Linked DNA regions of Mus musculus: region 1 is linked to region 2. A link is a contact called in public Hi-C data. All regions are on one chromosome and are shown on one strand. Each heading gives the region's core, a stretch centred on a gene start, on an enhancer-like site or on the middle of the called end of the contact. The rest is flanking DNA. Distances are from core to core; before and after follow the strand shown. Region 1 overlaps Lrig1 (leucine-rich repeats and immunoglobulin-like domains 1). Region 2 overlaps Slc25a26 (solute carrier family 25 (mitochondrial carrier, phosphate carrier), member 26).

The links. Hi-C and Micro-C count contacts between places; a contact is called where the count stands out from the background.
Region 1: a Hi-C map of liver shows a contact between it and region 2, with 5 times the contacts expected there. The contact joins two enhancer-like sites. A contact is called at or near these places in 2 of 484 Hi-C or Micro-C datasets (liver and nephron progenitors), 1 of 115 datasets of contacts at active chromatin or transcription factors (pancreatic cancer cells) and 2 of 9 other capture datasets (adipose tissue and pancreatic islet).

Annotation. Positions count from the first base shown.
Region 1 is chr6:94,665,133-94,668,255 of GRCm38.p6, reverse strand. All of the region lies in intron 1 of Lrig1 (leucine-rich repeats and immunoglobulin-like domains 1), which reads left to right. Among named protein-coding and RNA genes, the nearest start is that of Lrig1, 33 kb to the left of the region's middle. Within about 2 kb of position 1,310, at least 23 of the 459 cell types and tissues checked have an H3K27ac peak or open chromatin away from gene starts, as enhancers often do. A contact at or near this core is called in liver, where this site is marked.
Region 2 is chr6:94,547,758-94,550,851 of GRCm38.p6, reverse strand. The region is part of intron 5 of Slc25a26 (solute carrier family 25 (mitochondrial carrier, phosphate carrier), member 26); the gene reads right to left. Among named protein-coding and RNA genes, the nearest start is that of Slc25a26, 49 kb to the right of the region's middle. Within about 2 kb of position 1,706, at least 12 of the 459 cell types and tissues checked have an H3K27ac peak or open chromatin away from gene starts, as enhancers often do. A contact at or near this core is called in liver, where this site is marked.

The DNA.
Region 1 (3,123 bases), core at 61-2,560, 120 kb before region 2:
GATGTGTGTGCCTGTCAGCTGCCACCTGGAGGAGCAGAGTTCGGTAGTTAACCCTTTCACTGGTCTTGGGATCGGAAATAAATTCATGCTCCTTTCTGCTGGCTTCGTGGGCTAAGTATATGTCTGTTAATGTTGGAAAATGAGTGTTGATATTAGTAAGTATAGAGGACAAGCGGTTTAAAAGCCTGTTACTTTTCTTTTCTTTCTTTTTTTTTTTAATTTTGGGAAAAACCACACTGTACTCATAATTGCTTTATTTATAGCAGCCAAAATAGAAACAAGCTAACTGATCCTCAGAAAGTAGGTAGGCAAAATGTAGACTGTTCATACCAAGGAGTATTGTTCAACCATCAAAAGCAATGAGACTTTCACATATGTGATGAGATTCATCTATGAACCTTGAAAGCATTGTATTAAGTTAAATAAGGCAGACACAAAAGGACCTATACCTGTGATTCCACTTACATGGGGTTCCTAGAGTAGAGTTTATGGAGACAGAATGATGGTTGGCACATACAGGGAAAATAGGATTAGGAAAAAGTTGATAGTGGTGGTGACGATGGGTGTGTCTGAATGTGTATGTGGTCACTGAGCAGCAACGTACAAATGGTTACATACATTTTATAACAGTGAGCGAGCGGTATTGGGCATTTTTGTTTTGGCCGGTGTTTGACTATTTTATTCCTTGTTAGATTTTCACAGGGGAATTAACTGGTTTCCCTGTTTCCTGCTAATGCATTTGAGGTCTCAGTTCCTTCAGAAATTCAGGACCTCTTCTCAAATTTAAAAGCCAGAGTAGCTCTGTCTAGGGACAGGAGCAGTTCCAGGGGCTGTGAGCTGTAGCACCTTCACCCTGTGCTGCCCACAGGTGTTATGGGAGAATGGCCCTTTCTAGGCAGTCCCTTGGCACGTGTGTTGGTCTGTGGCTTTTCTGGTTCAGTGACTATCCAGGCTGACCCAGTGAGGGCTAACACACTTAGTGTCCTGTCTTTGTAGCAGATCGCTGGCATCCTGGTATCAAAGACCTGGTGTTCCTCAGCTCCGGATGACAGTGTCGGTAAAGGTTCTTTTCTCAATCTGCCCTAAGAAGCAGAATTAGTGTTTCTGAAAGCTAGTTATATTATCTTTCCAAGAAAATACAAAGCATTGGGTATATGGCTTTTAATGGCTATGTGAGGTGTGGGAAAGGAGAGACATGATTTTGTCTCAGAGTGTTCAGAATGAAGCCATCAGGACTATAGAAAGCCTGCTGAGCCCCAGCCCCTCCCACGGTCCATGCCTTCTGAGCCTGTAGCTTCTGGAGAGTCCAGGTCCCAACGTAAGCTGGTGTCCTCAGGCCAAGTGTGGCAGCTGGCAGAGAGGTTTTGTTTGCCCTGTCCTTGGTTACTCTTTTAGGTTTGTTTTTTTAAGGAACTGAGAACTTTTCTCATAAGACTTGGAGTTTCTCTGAAAATCCAAGCTTGGTGTCAGCACGAGCCCTTGCCTCTGGAGTGAAGGAGTAAATGCCTGTGAAGGTGGGTAGGTGGACTTGCTGGCTTGCTCCATCAGCAGCCTAATCTGATGACCCTCCCACCTGCTCAGTGGCCTCTGAGAGCCTTTATTAAGTTCTCTTCAGCTCAACCACGCCAATTACCCGTGATGATGTAAGTTCTGTGCTGCCTTTACATCTCCCCCGCCTCCGCCCCAGACAATGTTCCCATATCCTTAATGATAATCTGATCAAAGCAGCAAACAGTAGTCCAGGCAGTCTTTTATGATGTAGAGAATTCTCTCAAAACTGGAGTTTCTTTCCTGGGCCTAAGCTGTTAATATCTACATTCTCATTAATAAATATCTCCCAAGCACAGTCAAGTTCATACTTGACTTCAGTATGTGGTTTAAAAATTACCACCTTCAATCTTTATGGTAACTTAATCTCTGGACAAATTGCTTTTAATTCAGACTGTGCCATGAACACAGATGGGCCATTAGTTTCAAGTGCAGTTTGACTTTTATTTAGACGAATGTCTTTGAGTTCACAGTAAAATGGCTATCAGCTCTAGGGTAGTATTGATCGAAACGTCTCCAGAGTAAGTTTAAAAGATATTTACCATTTATGATTAGTAGCATTGTTAATTGGCATTAATGTCAATGGAATTAATAGCCAAGATGAAAAATGTTAATCTCTTGCACCCACAGGCCTGGGTGGACTTCTGTGGCAAGGAACTGGAAGGCAGTGAAACTCATCTTGATTACCTGTAGTGGCTTCTGTTCCTGATGGGTTAGCCTGGCTTGTGTTCAGCGTGTGGTTAAAGAAGCTGAGCTGACTGAATATTACTGAGCTTACTCTGCCTGCAGCTAAGGCTGTGTTCCCTAGGCAGTGGAGGGGAGAGAGGTCCAGTTCTGAACAGGATGGGTGCTGTTTTACACACACACACACACACACACACACACACACACACACAGCTCTTGTGTGGCTTCCCTGCCTGGGGTTAGCAAGAGTATGTGTCCCCACCAGTTGGCTTTCTTTTCTTGTGACTGTCATTCCTAATCTTATTCATTGATGGTAGGCATCCTGTGTTCATAAATAGTCACAATTCTGAATCTGTTCATTTGTCTAAATGTCTATCCCCCCCCCCGACATTTTTTATTATTAAATTCTTGTTTTGACTGAGATTTCTGGGTCTGAGAATGAACACTGAGGTGCTGTGTGCCTGCTTGTGGGACACTGACTGCTTATGCTTGGTGGGATGTTTGAGAACATCTGCAGCTTAATCTACCAGATCTTAGTACCGCCTCTACCATTGCTGAGAGCTGAACATATCTCTAGACATTGTCATGTGAGTGCGTGGGTTGCACGCCCGTGTGTGTGTGTGTGTGTGTGTGTGTGTGTGTGAGTGAGAGAGTGTGCGCGTATGCATGAAAAATCACCCTTGTGGAGAACTGGCTTAGACTATGAAGTGCTGACATCTGTTGTTCTCTCTCTCTCTCTCTCTCTCTCTCTCTCTCTCTCTCTCTCACTTGATGTTGATACTTTAGTTAAACATTCATTTTTTAAAAAGTCATCAGGGCTGAGCCTGTTAGTGTGCTTCTTTAACCCTGCCAGAGGCAGGGTGATCCCTGAGTTCTTGGGCCAGCCTGGTC
Region 2 (3,094 bases), core at 457-2,956:
ACTAGTGTACCACACAGCCTATGGAAGTCTAGTGACAGGCGGTTCACATGGGTCTTAGAAACACTTGCAAAGGACTATTATCACTTGGAATATACAACAGTGTAGAGAGTGCCTAAGTATGCACACATGAGGTCACATAGGCATACACTTCCAGATAGCATGTGTGTTTATGTACAGTCATGTACACACACACACACACACACACACACACACACGGGAGCCTGTTTTCAATAAAGTAAAAAGTACCTAAAAGTTTGTGTACCCTGGGCTTTTCGACAGCACTGGTGCTTGCTATGGCTCCTTGTTAGCTTCCGCAAGCCTGGGGTTGGGCTGGCAGGCTGTCTGCTGGTTGTTGGGAACACTGTGCCAAATGAAGCAGGTGTGAGATATCTCAGAGATGAAAGCAATGCTCCACACAACAATGCCATCCTGGGGCGCTTTCCTGACATGTGCAATTCTTCTCCCCTCTCCCTGAGCCGCATCTGAGGAGAACACATTTCTGCTGGGTTTTAGCACTGAGGAAAAAGTCCATTCCACGGGGTCCTTCTCAAAATAGTAAGAAATCCAGCCACAGCAGGAAGGCTGGCTAAATGTTCTTTTTTCCAAGTATTTTCTGTAAAATCAAAATAATTCCTCATGTAATTCTTTTATCTTGAAAACTATTTAAAATCATTTAGCTTTAAAATAATTCTAAGTAGCCTACTACCAAGATTGGGGGGAAGGGGGAGAGAAAACTTCATGAAGAAGGTAACCATGTTTGCTGTCCATTAACAGCCACAAGGTGACAAGAGAGGGTAGGGCTGAGTGTGAGCCAAGTGCCTGGCTCGCAAACATGAAAACATCAAAACAATCCACACACTCGCGTGTGAAGGAAAAACCTGTGCAAGATGACACAGGCCCCAGGAATTTTGTTAAAAACCGGCAATTCATGACAGAAACGTTGCTAAAGATGAAAAAACTGTCTCCCGAGTTCCAGCAATGTTATCCAACATTTCTTTATTTCAAAACAGAACACCCAGCTCTGTTACAACCCTGACCCTAACCCTAACTATAACCCCTGCTCCTTCATTTCTGGCTTGTTTGGGATTCGCCTTGGTTGCTGTTTGTTTTGCTCTGCTGGGAACTGGATGGCACAGAGCCCTGTAAGCACCAGGTGAGCCTCTACCCCACAGGGGAATCTCTTCCCTGAGCTCAGTGTCTTAGATCCAGCTGTTCTCACAGTAGGCTCAGGGTCACCTGCAGGGGATAAAACGCAAACTCTTGATCCCATCCCCCGAGTTCCAGATTCACAAGTCTGGGGCAAAAGCTAAGGACTTATATGTCTGCCAAGTCCCCAGGTAATGGTGATGCTGCGGGCCCAGGCTCCACACCTGGAGATGGGCATTTCCTCTGGCAATGGCAAAGACCTTTGGGCCCTGGAACTAAGGAGGGGTTCTACCAAAAAGGAAACCCACTCAAGGCACAGCAGGTACTTTGGAGATTATTGAGTCCAGGTCTCTGCAAACTTTCTAACTGAGCCGGATAAGGAGCTCAGGCTCTATGGACCACACAGTCCCAACACTACCACACTCCGCACTGCAGTGTGAAGGCAGCGGGGCACTCGAGAGTGCTATGTATGTGCCTACAGCGTTACTACAAAGACAAGTTACAGCTTACCATCTTAAAATTGACACGACCAATGTCCGGATGACTGGACATCTCTGGGAGGCCACAGACAGCAGATTACATCACTGCAGCGCGTGGACTCTGCTTCCTGATGTTTGACACAGTGAACAGTAAAGAAAAGCCACAAATGGAACGCACTGTTAAATCCTGCAGAGTTTGTAATGAACAGAAAGGCTTTACTAAATAAAATGAGATCTCACTTCTAAAATTAACCTGAGACATGACAATTTCCATTTTTTTAAGATTCTATTTTATTTTTTAATTATGTGTATGTAGATGTGTCCCAGGTGTGCAGGTGTCAGCAGAGGGTGAAGGAAATGAACACATGTCCTCAGAAAGAGCAGTGCGCTCTTAACTGCTCTCAGCTCCGCAGCCCCTATCGTTTCTAGGATTATGTGTAAATGGAAGGCTGCAGAGGTCACTTGCTGCATTCCTGTCACCTGGCTTCGCTGCACACCATAGCAGCTGGACTGAGCCTTGCTTCCCTCTCACTCTCTCCCATTCACTTCCTGCCCTTCCTTAAAGCAATCCTCCCAGTTCTAACCCCTTCTCACATGGACCACAGACATACAAGTCATGATAACTAAGCAAAATACACTTTTGTGTACTGAAGTGAAGTAGCCTAGGTGTGATTTTTAATTCTAGTTATCAAATAATTCTTAAATTTAAATAAATACTTACCAAGCAAGACAAGCATGGTAATCTTCACAAAGCAGATGTCTAAAATATTTAGTTATATGTATGTATGTATGTACACACACACACACACACACACACACATATATATGAATAACTTTCTATGTGTTTATAAAATTATAAACATGCACAGGTACAAACATAATCTATATGTGTTCACAGCTTTCTCAGCTTTTAGAATGAAAAGTGATATTTAGGAAGTCAGTATATTTTGGTAGTTAGTGAGCAAACTTTATGTGGTACCTTGTAACTATGCTATAACACAAAATAAAGAATAAAATCCGTTCACTTCTGTTCCCAAATTCAAGCTGGCATTTCTATAGGAGCTACAGTTACAGTGTGCATGTCCAGTTTAGGATCATAATGATGAGTCCCAAGTCTGAGAAACAGCTTGGAACGTGTTTCATGTACCCTGAACCATGCATGAAGAAACAGCTGTTATTTACAGATCAAAGCAACCCCGAGGATCCTAAAACAACCAGAGTGAAAAACGCCTAAATCTAATTTCATCCCTGTCCACACGCTCCTTTGAACTAATAATTCAGAGAATTGGTCAGTACATTGAACTAATTAGCATGCTTAACGCTTGCCAATTTTGATGGCTCCAATTTTTTATTTTAAGAAATGGAATATAAATAACAGGCTTTTTCAGACACACACAAGCAAGTTAGAGAAAATACAGGGGCCACTTCAACTTGACAAAGTCATATATATTGAGCAATGCCTAAAAAGT